Regions from separate parts of the Mus musculus genome. Here region 1 is linked to region 2. A link is a contact called in public Hi-C data. All regions are on one chromosome and are shown on one strand. The core of a region is the stretch at or near the end of the contact, and the rest is flanking DNA. Distances in the headings are between cores, read along the strand shown. Region 1 overlaps Cpne5 (copine V). Region 2 holds the start of Tmem217 (transmembrane protein 217).

Evidence for each region. A called contact is a pair of places that touch in the nucleus more often than the background predicts.
Region 1: a Hi-C map of B cells shows a contact between it and region 2, with 19 read pairs. The contact joins the enhancer-like site here to the promoter of Tmem217 in region 2. A contact is called at or near these places in 2 of 39 promoter capture datasets (embryonic stem cells and erythroid cells), 2 of 484 Hi-C or Micro-C datasets (B cells and memory CD8 T cells), 7 of 115 datasets of contacts at active chromatin or transcription factors (bone marrow-derived macrophages, craniofacial prominence, effector CD8 T cells and 4 more) and 2 of 9 other capture datasets (adipose tissue and liver).

What each region holds. Positions count from the first base shown.
Region 1 is chr17:29,168,824-29,175,823 of GRCm38.p6, forward strand. Cpne5 (copine V) reads right to left here. Exons shown (of 21, transcript NM_153166.2): 12 at 4,502-4,577; 13 at 582-635. Among named protein-coding and RNA genes, the nearest start is that of Rab44, 58 kb to the left of the region's middle. Within about 2 kb of position 2,513, at least 104 of the 459 cell types and tissues checked have an H3K27ac peak or open chromatin away from gene starts, as enhancers often do. A contact at or near this core is called in B cells, bone marrow-derived macrophages, effector CD8 T cells and 5 more, where this site is marked.
Region 2 is chr17:29,544,647-29,550,861 of GRCm38.p6, forward strand. Tmem217 (transmembrane protein 217) reads right to left here and starts at 4,947. Exons shown (of 3, transcript NM_001162901.1): 1 at 4,863-4,947; 2 at 839-930. It overlaps Tbc1d22b (TBC1 domain family, member 22B), which reads left to right and starts at 5,156. Exons shown (of 13, transcript NM_198647.1): 1 at 5,156-5,348. The coding sequence starts at 5,293.

The sequences.
Region 1 (7,000 bases), core at 1,263-3,762, 380 kb before region 2:
ATATTTATTATGTATTCTCAATATCTGATCCATTCTGTTTCACCTTCCCCCACAGCTCTTGAAATCATTTCACTGATGTGTGTGCAGGTACTAAAGAACCCTCTGCCTCCCCTGTTATAAGCACCAGGGACCTGGGTCTTCCGTTTCCTGCCTGTGTCATTTGCCCGTATGGTTCTGCTGAGAGCCCAGCACATATTTGCTGAATGTTAGAATGTCCAGCCCACCAGCCCTCACAAATCAAGGACCAAAGTGGTCTCTGGTGGTAACAGTTACTCAGCGGCAGTGCCTGCTGCTGCCCACGCAGGATGAAAGGTGGAGTTGACTCCTGCATGACTCTTCGCTGTCTAACCTTGACTGAGTCACTTCCCTGCTCCTCTCCATGATAGTGGATGCCAGTGTGGCCTCTCACAGTGCCCAGTTCCTGGGGATTCCCCACATGCACACCCGCTTTTCCTTCCTGCAGAGATTCCCTGAGGCTGATGGTTCTCTGCTACCCACTCACCTAGATGGGACCCCTGCCCTTCAGCCTGGCTTTTGGCTCAGGGCAATGCCCCTCCATTGCGACAGGGGGCGCTACTCACCGTGCCAGAATTCACGTATTTCTTTTTCTTCATTTTCTTTTTTGGATTTATCACCTGTAGGGAAAAGTAACCACTGTTTGAAAGCAGTCGGGACAGTTTCGGGGCTCCCAGCAGACCTGGGTGTGGCTTGGGCATCAGCCCAGCAGGGTACGGGTGTGACCGCAGCTTGGGAAGGGCTTTGCCAGGCTTTGTGAGATGCTGGCACTTGGGCATCCTCATTAACCCTGAGTCCCAGTATCCATCACACTGAGACAGTTTCTTTAGCTTTGTCTCCCAATACCCTTAAACCTGCCAGAGCAACCAGGTGTTGCAAGACAACTCTGCCCACGCCTGCCTGTGCTGGCTGGGCCGCTCTTTTACCCCCTACACATTTGCAGTCCTGCCTTCCCCATTCTCCTTGGGGCTCCCACTCAGGGGTGCCCTGAGCCTATGAGCCTGGCTCTGGGCCACCCTGACCCACAGTAGGAAGCTTCCAAACCAAACCTGCTCGTCCCATGACAAGGCTCCGCACAGTAGGCTCTGTAAAGACTCAGGATGTCTCTGTCCCCCCACTAGTGACAACAGTGGGTGACACCCTTCACCCCTGACATCTAGTAAAGTCTGTAGGTGGTTGTCACCACTCGGGGAGCGGGTGGGAGGTCAAGACGCTGCCTCAGAGCAGTGACCCAGCTGTAGTTGTGGTTACTGGTGTTGGAGAAGCCCTGGGGCTGGGAGGAGGGCCACCTTGTCCTGGTGAGCCATGCTGCACGGAGCTCTCTGTTCCCAGGCTCAACACGAGAGATCTGGGCTTTCTCTGGTGTGCAATCAACAGAGCCAGGCTGTTCTCAAACTCTTATCCCCTCTCCCACATGGCATATCCCACGTGCCTCTCTTGGGGATCTTTCCTATGTCTTTTTATTTGTTGTTTTTTCAAGACGGCATTCCCTACATAGCTCTGGCTGGCCTGGAACTTGCTCTGTAGACCAGGCTGGCCTTGAACTCGGAGATCCACCATCTGCCTCTGCCTCTCAAGTGCTAGGATTAAAGGCGTGCGCCACCAGCTTCCTGTCTTCCCTCCCTATGTCTTTAACTGCAGTTTCTTCGGTCTAACAAGGATTGATGCCCACTTCAGAGACGAAGGGAACCAGGACACAGAGATGCCAGGCGATTTGCTTAAGTCACACAGCCATCTGGGTAGACACAGGAAGAGAAACCTGTCTCCAGGCCAGCGGTGCATACGTACAGAGCTGTCACCCGTGATGGATGAGTGACAAGTTCAAATGGGAGGGCTGGCATCATGCTCAGGTGGGGACTGAGGCTGGGTCTGAGATGCTGAACATCCTAGAAGTGCCTCTCTAGCCATGGGGCAGCCTTCTCTAATACCACCTGGCTGCCAGGCAGAAGGGCAGAGTTGCAGACTCAACATTAATGTTTACCCAGCTGAGCTTATTCGGGGTTTGGAACAAAATGTACCTCCGACCCCTGCTTCACGGTTCCCTGCAGCAGAGTGGAGCGAGCAGAACACGGTTTAGGGGTGTAGATTTCTTTATAGTACCTCTTAGACTCATTTTGGTTTGCTTTCTATTGTTGAGACAGGGGTCTCACCGTGTAGTCTAGGCTGGCCTTGAGGTCACATTCCCCTGCTTCTGCTTTCTGAGTGGTGGGGACCACAGATACACACAACCGTGCCTGACACATTTCTTTGAAGCCTTTGGCATTATCTTTAAATTAACGTGTAGTCAGTCACACTTCCGCTCTCTGAACCTACTCTTTTTTTTTTTTTTTTATGTTAAAGCAACCGTTGGCGTCAGATCTGAGCGAAGTGGACAGTGAGTTAGCACCCTGTCTGCTCTGAGCTCTCCTGGGATTTCCTAGAACCTCCCTCATCCTAGCCTCTCTAGCTACAAGTGACTGTCAGGCTTCACACAGGGCCACAGCACCCCCTAGGGACGCTACAAGGAACTGGCCCGCTCCACTAGGCGGCTACCTTTCCCCATGTCTGAAATCTGGTTTCCTGTGCACCAGGCTGCTGGGAATGCAGAATGAACCGGCCCACCTCTGAGGGTCTCATGGTCATGGAAAGGCCCCAGGCACAACCTCGGGAAGAAGAGTGTGCCTGTAGAGACTTGCAAAGGTGATGACTTCCTTGAGGGGACATTTGAGAAAGCCTCTGGGGACCATATTGATCAGAAGTGGGACCATATTGACTCAGTAGAGTCCTTGGGGAGGCAGCAGCTTCAGTGCTCGGGGCCCAGACAGACATGAGCCGTGCCTCTCTTCACAGAAGGAGCACACTCCCCTCTGTAGGCCCGTGGGGCTCAGGTGTGGTGACAATGGGGTCAGGTTAATACTCAGTGCCAGCTTAAGTGGAGATCTGCCTTAACATTAGAGAGTGGGGGTGTGGGGTGAAGTTCATTTCAAGGCAACACGGAGCCACACCCAGAGCATTCTGGTCACTGTGGAGGTTAGAAGAGACTAGAATCCTATTGCAAAGCCCCACACCCTGCAGAGGATGGTGGGAGCTCAGGAGGTGGGGGGGGGGTGTGCTGTTGGGGATCACTGGAGGGGTTGGAGACTGGAGGCTTGTCTGGGGCTGTCAGAAGGACAGTAGGACTTGAAGAGGCTCAGCGTCTGAGTGATTCTTTAGCAGAGGCTGGGTCCCAGGAACAGCTGCTTTAAAAGTGTGTCCCGCCAGGGTGGCTTCAGGGTTGGAGGTGGGGTGTTGACTGGTGAGGACCTTTTTCACACTCCTGACTCTAGCAAGGGCTTCCTGGGCCCACTTGGCCTCCTGGTGACACCCCTTGGGTCCAAAGCTGCCCCCCCGGGGGTGGGGGCGGGGCGCCAGAAACGGAGGTGGTTTTCCCCTGGCTCAGGCAGCTCGTATCTTGTTGATTGCAAAGAGGCTGTCTGAGGAAACGGAAGGAAACCGGCCGCCCCATCTGTGCAGCTTCCGATTTCCATTTCACCCAAGACTTCACAGCCACTGGAAGCCAAACCCCAAGAGAGATAACTGCTCCACCCACTTCCCAAAGAAAGGTACAGTCTGCCTTGCCTGGGCTAGGGGACTCCTTCCCCAAAACCACTATGAAGGTCGGAAAGATAGTTCAGTGGTTAAGAGCACTGGCTACTCCTCCAGAGGACCACAAGCTTTGTCTGAAGACGTGGGGCCACTCTGGAGTTGGGACCTCAGGTCTTGGCTTGTTAGACATCTTTCCCTTCCTTCCTGGTGCTCTTCCTGTGGTGTGTGTTGGAGGTGTGTGTGTAGGGCCGGGGAATGGTGGTGTGTGTGTGGGGGAGGGGAGTGGCTATTAAATTACTTTTATAAAAATTTATTTATTTATTTTTATGTATGTGAGTACACTGTAGCTATACAGAGCTGTACAGATGGTTGTGAGCCTTCATGTGGTTGTTGGGAATTGAATTTTAGGACCTCTGCTCGCTCCAAGTCAACCCCTCTTGCTCCAGTCAGGCCTGCTGGTTCAGTTCCTGCTTTCTCTGGCCCAAAGATTTATTTATTATTATACATTATTATACACCAGAAGTGGGCGTCAGATCTCATTACGGATGGTTGTGAGCCACCCTGTGGGGGCTGGGATTTGAACTCAGGACCTTCAGAAGAGCAGTCAGTGCTCTTACCCGCTGAGCCATCTCGCCAGCCCGCACCCAGGACTTTCTTAAGGACCTATCAGAAGTGTTCTGCAAGGGGTGGAACTCAAGAACTTGGAAGTCAGATGACTTAGCGCTGTGTGTTTGTGTGGGGGTATGGTGTATGGTTGGGTGTGTGGTGTATGAGGTGTGTGGGGAGATCTGTGAAATGGAAACATGAAACCCACCTTGTGAGACAATCCGGAAATCCCTGGCCCCAACCCCTCTCAGAGCTCCTGGGTCCTTGCTGACCCAGCACCCCCATGAGGAGAGACCCCACCCCTGGAGCATCTTACCTCATAGATGTTGAACTGACTCTGGCCACGTGCCAGCTCCCGGTAGCTGGTGGTGAACTCCCCAATGAAGTCATGGCTGCAAGAGAAGATGCTGCTGAGGCTGGAGGCCCAGGGTACCGATGGATGTCGATGTCGCCCACTACAGCCTCTCCCAGACCTGCCCCGCCCCCATTCTGCCAGGGCCTCCACCCCAAGTCACAGAGTATGGGAAGGGAGCCGTGGACCAAGAAAGCCAGGCTACTTGACAGAATTCGGAGTCCCAGAGGAAGGAGCCACAGGTCTGCTTGGATTCTCATTTAAATGAGCAAGAGAAGGCATCTGGGGACAATCTCTGCAGAGGGAACGACTCTGGATGACAGTCAAGTACTGTTCAATGTCAGGTGGGATAACTGCATTGAGAGTTACGTGGCAGAAATGTGCTTATTTTTTTAGACATTTCTAATGAAATATTTAGGGGTAAATGCCACCGTGGAATCTCCTTTAAATTGCATTAGTAAAATATAGATAAGGTGATACAGTAAAATTTAACAATTGTCAAATTCAAGTGACTGGCTTAAAGGTATTCATTAGCTCCGCACTGCTGAGACAGTTTCCCCAAACAGGGCCTCACTACGTAGCCCTGGCTGTCCTGAAACATTCTAATGTAGACCAGGCTGGCCTAGAACTCCACTTGCCAATGCCTCCTGAGTGCTGGGATTAAAGGTTCATCCACTGTACCCAGCTCAATAACATTTAAAAAAATTGTTTGTTTGTTTTTTTTTTTTTTTTTGGTTTTTCGAGACAGGGTTTCTCTGTATAGCCCTGGCTGTCCTGGAACTCACTTTGTAGACCAGGCTGGCCTCGAACTCAGAAATCCGCCTGCCTCTGCCTCCCGAGTGCTGTTTATTTTATTTTTATTAATATTTTGGGCTTTCGGAGACACTGTCTTGTGCATCCCAGCTTAGTCGTGAACTTGTGTCGGCAAGGGTGGCCTTGAACTCCTGTACCTTCTGCCTCTGCTTCCGGAGCGCTGGGATGATAGACGTGACCACCATATGCCTTTCTTATTAACTTTTTCTTTCTGAGATAGCTCCCCATTGTGTTGCCCAGGTTGGCCTCAAACTCCAATCCTCCTACCTCAAACTCCCAAAGAGTCTCATATAGATAGGCACATGAAACTACAGTTGGATCTTTTCCAACCTTCCTTTGGTGCTGAAATGGAACGCCGGGACTTGAACACATTATACCAGGGCTCTGCCTCCAAGCCACATACCCAGGTCTCCCACTAATACTTCCTAAACAGGCAAGGAGAGCCAGGTGGCAGGGGTCTTTTTCCAGACTGTGTCTATATTAAACACAGGAAGAACTTGCATAAACAGCACTCCCAACAGGCCTGAGTCCTTGCTAGAACACAGTGCTTAGCACTGTAGCTCTAGCTGGGACATCCAGTTAGCTGTCCAGGTGTCCCTGGGGCCATGCCCTGTTGTGAGCCCACGGTAGCTTTTGTTTATTTTGATTTTTTTTAAAGCCATACAAAGTAATGGATTTCATTGTGAAACTTTCATATGTATAAACACTTTGGTTTGGGTGGAGGGGGAATTATTGGTGTGTGTGTGTGTGTGTGTGTGTGTGTGTGTGTGTGTGTGTGTGTGTATGGAGGTCACAAGACAACTTTACGGAGTACGTTCTCTCTGCCCACCTTCTCTGTGGGTTCCCAGGGTTGAACTCAGGTTGCCTGGCTTGTGCTGAACGCACCTTTGCCCGCTGAGCCATGTGCCAACGCTGGGAACTTATCTATTGTCAGTACAGGACGGAACCCGGGATCTCCCAAATGGTAGGCGGGAGCTCTAACCACTGAGCACACTTGCAGCCCCACACTGTGTCGACTGAGTTCTTCTGGGGATGGTAACTTATTCATTGGACCCTGTGGCACCTGGCGGGTGTCCCAAGTTGCCAGAGAAGAGAAAACTCTCAGGTGAAAGAGGTTTGTAAGGAACCGCTAGGAGAGGAGGAGGCAGAGTGGGTTAGAGGCATGGTGGAGCTGACCTGGATGGAAGGGATAGGGATGGTGGCGGTAAAGTTTAACAGAGGCAGGGTGGGCTCTGGGGAACCTTCCATGGCTTGGGCTTGGCTCAGCTATACTGGCACAGAGCCTTTTATAATAAGAGCGCCACCCTCGTCCACATCAGGCCCGGGAGATGCCAACTGTGACCACCCTTAAGCCAGGATATGTCTGGATTTGCTTCAGCCAGCAAGTAGGAGACAGGAAAGGATCCAGATTGGTGCTTAGAGAGATATGCTACTGTTCTGCCTAGAAACTGTCAGCCACATTTCCTCCTCATGGGGTACTGAGAACTGCCTCCCATAGCTCCCAAGCAGAAGTCACCCTCGGGCAGGCCTGACCTAGCCCTCCTCAGGCAATGCCTTGTCTTTGCTGAGCCTCAGAACTCCTCGCTGCAGCTGTCCCTACAGACCTAGGTCTATTCTCTGTGTTTATGGTGAGCCTCTGCTGAACTGTGG
Region 2 (6,215 bases), core at 3,697-6,196:
GCATGCACAGGACAACTTTCAGGAGTTGCTTTTCTTCTTCTGCCACTCGGGCTCTGGGTCTTCAACTTATTCCTCTGACTTGGCAGCAATTGCCTTTGTCCACTGAGCCATACGGTTAGCCCCAGGTTTGTACTCTCTAGTACTATAATATAATTCAAGTACAAGTCACACACTGTGAACTGTGTCCTTGCTTTCTCATGTTTAAACCTTATACTTTTTTTTTTTTGGTTTATCGAGACAGGGTTTCTCTGTGTAGTCCTGGCTGTCCTGGAGCTCACTCTGTAGACAAGGCTGGCCTCGAACTCAGAGATCCACCTGCCTCTGCCTCCCGAGTGCTGGGATTAAAGGCATGCGCTACCACGCCCGGCCTTATACTGTTTTTATTTCCTCCCCTTTTGGGGGAGAAGGGGCATCTTGTGTAGCCCAGGCTGGCCTTGAACCTGTGTAGTCAAACATGACCCTAAGCTCCTGCCTCGCTCCTTCCTCCACCTTTCAAGTGCTGGGTTTACACCATGTAACCATGTAATAAGCACCAGGCCTGTTTATTCCCTATTATTTGTTAAGTTACCAAACAAATAACATGGTTGTGCAGAGTCTCTCCTTCCTTCTTTTCTTCTTTCCTTCTTCCCTCCCTCCCTTCCTTCCTTCTTTCCTTTTTGGTTTTGCGCATCAGGGTTTCTCTGTGTAGCCCTGGCTGTCCAGGAACTCTCTCCCAGAGACCAGGGCTCCGTTCGGTGGCCGGTGGCCAGGAGTGCACTGTGAAGCTCCCCCTCTTAACTCTCCCTCCGGTCACAAAGTCTTCTCTCCAAGCCACTCTTTCCTTGCAGTTAAAGTTTACCTCAGATCTCTCTGGAAGTCCAAAGGCCTTGTCTCTCTATGGATATATTCCAGTGGGATCTCCTGTCTCAAATTACCAGCAGGCAGGCCACACTATAGTTTAAAAAAAAAAAAAAGTAGTGGGGACAGAGAAGGGGAATCAAGAAGGAAGGGTGTGCACAGCCTCATCTGATGCGTTTGATTCTTAGGGCCTACGTAGTGGAGGGAGATAACCAGTTCCCCCAGACTGCCCTCTGACCTCCACGCTCACAATGTGGTGAGAGCTTGTGCTTTGGTGTGCGTATACACCCTGACCATGGCAACTCTTATAAAGGAAAACATTTCATTGTGGCTGGCTTACAGTTTCAGAGGTTCAGTCTGTTATCATCATGGTGGGGGAGCATGAGGTGTGAAGGCAGACATGATGCTGGAGGAGCTAGGAGTTCTACGCTTGATCTGCAGGCAGGAGACTGTGAACTACACTGGACATAGCTTGAGCATAGGAGACCTCAAAACCCGCCTCCTCAGTGACGCACTTCCAAACAGTGCCACTCCCTATGGCCAAACATTCAAACACATAAACCTGGGGGTGGGGTGGGGGGAGGGGCATTCCTATTCAAACCACCACAAGTCAGAACCTCACTATGTAGCCCTGATGGCCTGAAACTCATTACATAGACAAGGCTGACCTGACACTCACGGAGATCTGCCTGCCTCAGCCTCCCGAGTACCTAGATTAAATACTATGATGCCCAGCCTAAATAAATAAATGTACTAAAATACTTAAGAAAAGTTCCTAAGGTAAATACAAGGATCACTGGTGCCGACCAGTAAGAGAAAGTCTGCTAAGCAAAGTCATAGGTCTACGTTAGTGTCACCCCAGGGGCATTTGGGAAATGTGGACTTTGGGTATCACCTCAGACCTACTAAATCAGAAACTAGCTATTTGAGATCAATTTCACATTGCAGCACAGGCTAGCTTGGATCTTACTAAGTAGCCCAGGTTGGCCTGAAACTCACAGCAATTCTCTTTGCCTTAGCCTCCCAAGTGCTGGGATTGCCTGCCTTAGCCACCATGCCTCTCTAGGATCTTGGTCTATAATAGCAGTGCTGAGCACACCCATAGTGCCTTCATGGAGGACATCCATTGGGAGGGCTCCACGGACCTCTTGTGAACCTCAAACCATTCATTTTTCAGTTCAGGTTGATCAATGTGTAAGGATGGAAGGGTGATCTGGCTCAGCAGTCACACTCCTTTAAACATTTTTTAAAAAAAATGATTGACTTAGCTGGGCAGTGGTGGCACACACCTTTGATCCCAGAACTTGGGAGGCAGAGACAGGCAGATTTCTGAGTTCGAGGCCAGCCTGGTCTACAAAGTGAGTTCCAGGACAGCCAGGGTTACACAGAGAAACCCTGTCTCGGAAAAACAAACAAACAAACAAACAAAAAATGTGGTGTGATAGGGGTAGGATATCTACCTTTGGCCTCCATATGCATGTACACCCACATACATGTTCATTTACACCCAGGCATGGACATACATATCCCACACACATACCAGATATTACCTCTCCCGCATTCCCCTCTGGAGGAGAACTTGCTGCGTAGTCTTTGCCTGGGGTGGCCTTATCCTTGCACCTCCTCTCTTTCCCAGCTTTCCAAGTATGAGAATGATAGCCATGTACCGCCATCATGTGACATCGGCTCTTCTAAAGTCACAAAGGCCAGCACAAGTTCTGGCCATTTAGAATCAAGACAAAGGAAGCTGGAGAGATGGATCAGTAGCTAAGAGCGCTTCCTGCTTTTCCAGAGGACTGGAGTTCAATCCCTAGCACCCACATGGTGGCTCACAACCATCTATAACCCCAGTTCCAGGGGATCCCATGCCCTTCTCTGACCTCTGTGAGTATCAGGCACACAGATAGCGCACAGAGTCTCATACAGGCAAAACACTCATGTACATTTAAAAAAATCTAAAAAAATTAAATAAAAGAATAAAGATAATTATCATCAGTCACAAGGAGACTTTAGTATATTCTCCTGTTGTACAACACTATCCTGAGAGCCAAATATATTTGTATAAAGTCATATGTGTAAAGTTTTGTCCTAATTGAACATGGCTTTGGTGTCATGGGGAGGCACTGAGTACACCGGCTGGGGAGGGGGTTCCATCTGGGTGGCTATAGGGGAAGCAAACATCCATGCTTCATGCAGATTTTCCAGTGTATCTGCTTTAGGGTCGCCCACACTCCTAACTACAACCCATCTCAAACTCTGTAAGTAAGCCTAATAAACTCATGAGTGAACTCTGGTGGAATCAAACTTTTGTTTGTTATTGGGATTGTGGAAGGAGAAGGGTAGAAGACTGTTTAGTTTCCTCCTTCTCCCTCCTCCCCCTCCCAAGAAAATTCTTTCACTTTCTTAGGGGTTAGTGTGTCTGAAGAGAGAGACAGTATATATAATAAATCTTTAAAGGGAAAAATGATAAGATACAAGTCTATAAAAGAACAGTGGTTCAGTAGAAATAGCCCTTTTCATCTAACTCTTATCATGCTTATTACTTTTTACATTTACTTTATGTATGTGAGTACCCTGTTGCTGTCTTCAGACACACCAGAAGAGGGCATCAGATCCAATTACAGATGGTTGTGAGCTACCATGTGGTTGCTGGGATTTGAACTCAGGACCTCTGGAAGAGCAGTCAGTGCTCTTAACCTCTGAGCCATCTCCCCAGCCTCCTATCATGTTTACTTTTATTTGTGTGTGTGTGTGTGTATGTGGTGTGTGTGTGTATGTGGTGTGTGTGTGTATGTGGTGTGTGTGTGTATGTGTGTTAACAACATGTATGCAATGTCCACAGAAGCCAAAAAAGGGTGTCTGATCCCTTGGATCTGGAATTTCAGGCCATTATGAGCCACCTGTTGTGGGTACTTGGGAACCGAACTCAGGTCCTCTGAAAGGGCAGCACATGCTTTTAACCCCTGGGCCACCTGTTCAGGTCTACAGTCCTAGTCTTTTAACATTAGCAAGCAAAAGAAGCCTGAAAACTGGGAGTAATGTCTATGTAAAAAGAAATCACTGAGGGACATATAGAAGGTGTTTCTTTAGGTGGGAAAAGAAGGAGCCTTGAGAATTTGCCAGTATGTTGGGCCAGCAAGATGGCTCAATGGGTATAGGGGCTTACAGCCAGTCTTGACGACCTGAGTTCGGTGAGAAGAGAAAACTGAAGTTCTCCTTTGACCTCTCTCTCTCTCTCTCTCTCTCTCTCTCTCTCTCTCTCTCTCCTCTCTCTCTCTCTCTCACACACACACACACACTGAATAAATGTAATGTATTTTTCAATATTTAGAAACCCTAGGGTGTTAGTACAGAGATGGATTGAGCAGTAGCTCGCACATATCCACAGTTCCTTGTCTGAACAAACATTTCTTCGGAGTAGAAAAAGGAAGTACCCTCCATCTTCCCCCAAATGTCCCAGAACACACTCAAAAAAGAGAGGTAGTCATTAACATGACACCCAAAGGAGACAACATGCTAAAATTAGATCTCATTTTGAGTCAAAATTAGATTGAAAAATGAATCTATAGATGGAAGATTTATAGCCAGTTAATAAAGGAGTTGAGGATATTGGGGGTACATCCTTCATCTTCCTGATTGTTGCCATGGGGATGAACAACGTCCCTAGAGAAAATGCTACTTGGAGGATAAATTAGTATTTCCTAAGCATGACTTCTCAGTATCTGGATCCTCATAACCAGAAAGAGTCAGACCCGAAGAAGGGATTACATCACGAAGTTCAGTTAGCGGAAGAAAGGGGGAGTCTGATAAATCAACTGCTACTCATACAACAGTTACCCGCACTGGGGTATGGCCGGAACTGTCCTCTGCGAAACTAGGACCATAAGGGAACAAGGCGGGGGTGGGGGGGTGGGGGGGTAACCACCCTGGGTGCCATTGAGGTGAGGGACATTAAAAAATGTTCATTATTACATGAGGCCTTCCTTTAAAGACTAATGTATACAAATGTTATGGTTTCTCCTTACCCCTCTCCACCAAGACAACCCCAGAACCTCAGCCCATCAAAGGCAACAGTCCCATCTACTTCTTCCTCGCAGTACCTGGTTCTCTGCCTCCGGGGAGTAGGAACTTTCAGCCCCGCCTTCCTGCCCATCTAAGCCCCGCCTCCCCGGCCCACCTGTGTGCCCAGCCCCTGACGTTGCCGCGGGCCTTCAGCGGCCCGCAGGATCCGGGATCCTCATTGGTCCATCCGCCCACCGGCCTGCTCAGCCCACCAATGGCAACGGTGTTGGGCGGGGGGAGTGCCCACATCCAAGATGGCGCCCCCAGGAGCTGGGAGCGGGTGACCGGCGGCGGGGAAGCGGCCTGGGCTGGCCCTCAGATTGCGGGGTCCCGGGGGCCTGTCGCGGGGCCCCCCCGTGACCCACCGACCAGGCCTTCCCCCGGGCCGGAGAGATGGCCGCCGAGAACAGCAAGCAGTTCTGGAAGAGGAGCGCCAAGCTACCGGGGAGGTGAGCCCAGGACGCTGAGGGGAGTGGGGATTGGACCCAAAGCCTTCCAGATCCTGGTCCCTGAATCCCTCCGTCTTGGGGTACCCCCGAGGCCGGAGGGCTGGTGTCGGAGTAGCCCAGGCTGGAGCAGCTGTCAATCAGAGGAGCCTGGCCAGCTTGGGTGTGGGGTGCAGACTGGGGTCTGGGGGCGGGGAACCTCAGCTGGGAGGTGTCAGGGGACCAGTGTGAGGGGCAGTGGAGTTGGGCGAGTTGCCATTGTCAGCGTAGCCGTGGAGGGCCACCTGCAGACCGCTTCCGACTTTCTACAGAACTCCTTAGGGGTCTCCAACAGCATGGGTGGCTGCTTGCATGAGGGTTGGTGGCCCCATGGCCTTGGTTCCCAGCCCATCATCACATTCCTGTCTTCCCTTGGACTCCCAAAGGGGTTCTGATAGGAGAGCCTGGGCCAGGCCTGCAGGGGTATGAGCAAGACAGGGGAGGGGGAATTCTCAAGCCTGACCTTACTCTGTCTTGAGTTGGTCCTTTCTTTTGAGAAATTATTACAGGGTGGCCGCAGGGTGGAGAATAAGTTATTCCTTCTGGCATCCCGGAGAAGTGATGATTTTTCAGTGTGGATGCATTAAGTTCTTTTATTCTTGTTTTGTTGGAGAGCAGACCTTTCAAGCAACTTATTCCCTTAGTGTTTCTTTCTCTTGTTAGTGTATGTTGACACTGAGCAATTGTCTCTCAGTCAGGCTGCCTTTTGGTTTACTGGTTCCGTTTGTTTTGGGTGATGTCCTGAAAAATGAAAGCCCTATGTGTTTCACTACTGAATTTAAGATTTCTGCCAGCCACAGGCTGCTTGGTGTTAAGAGTTTGTGTCTGGTC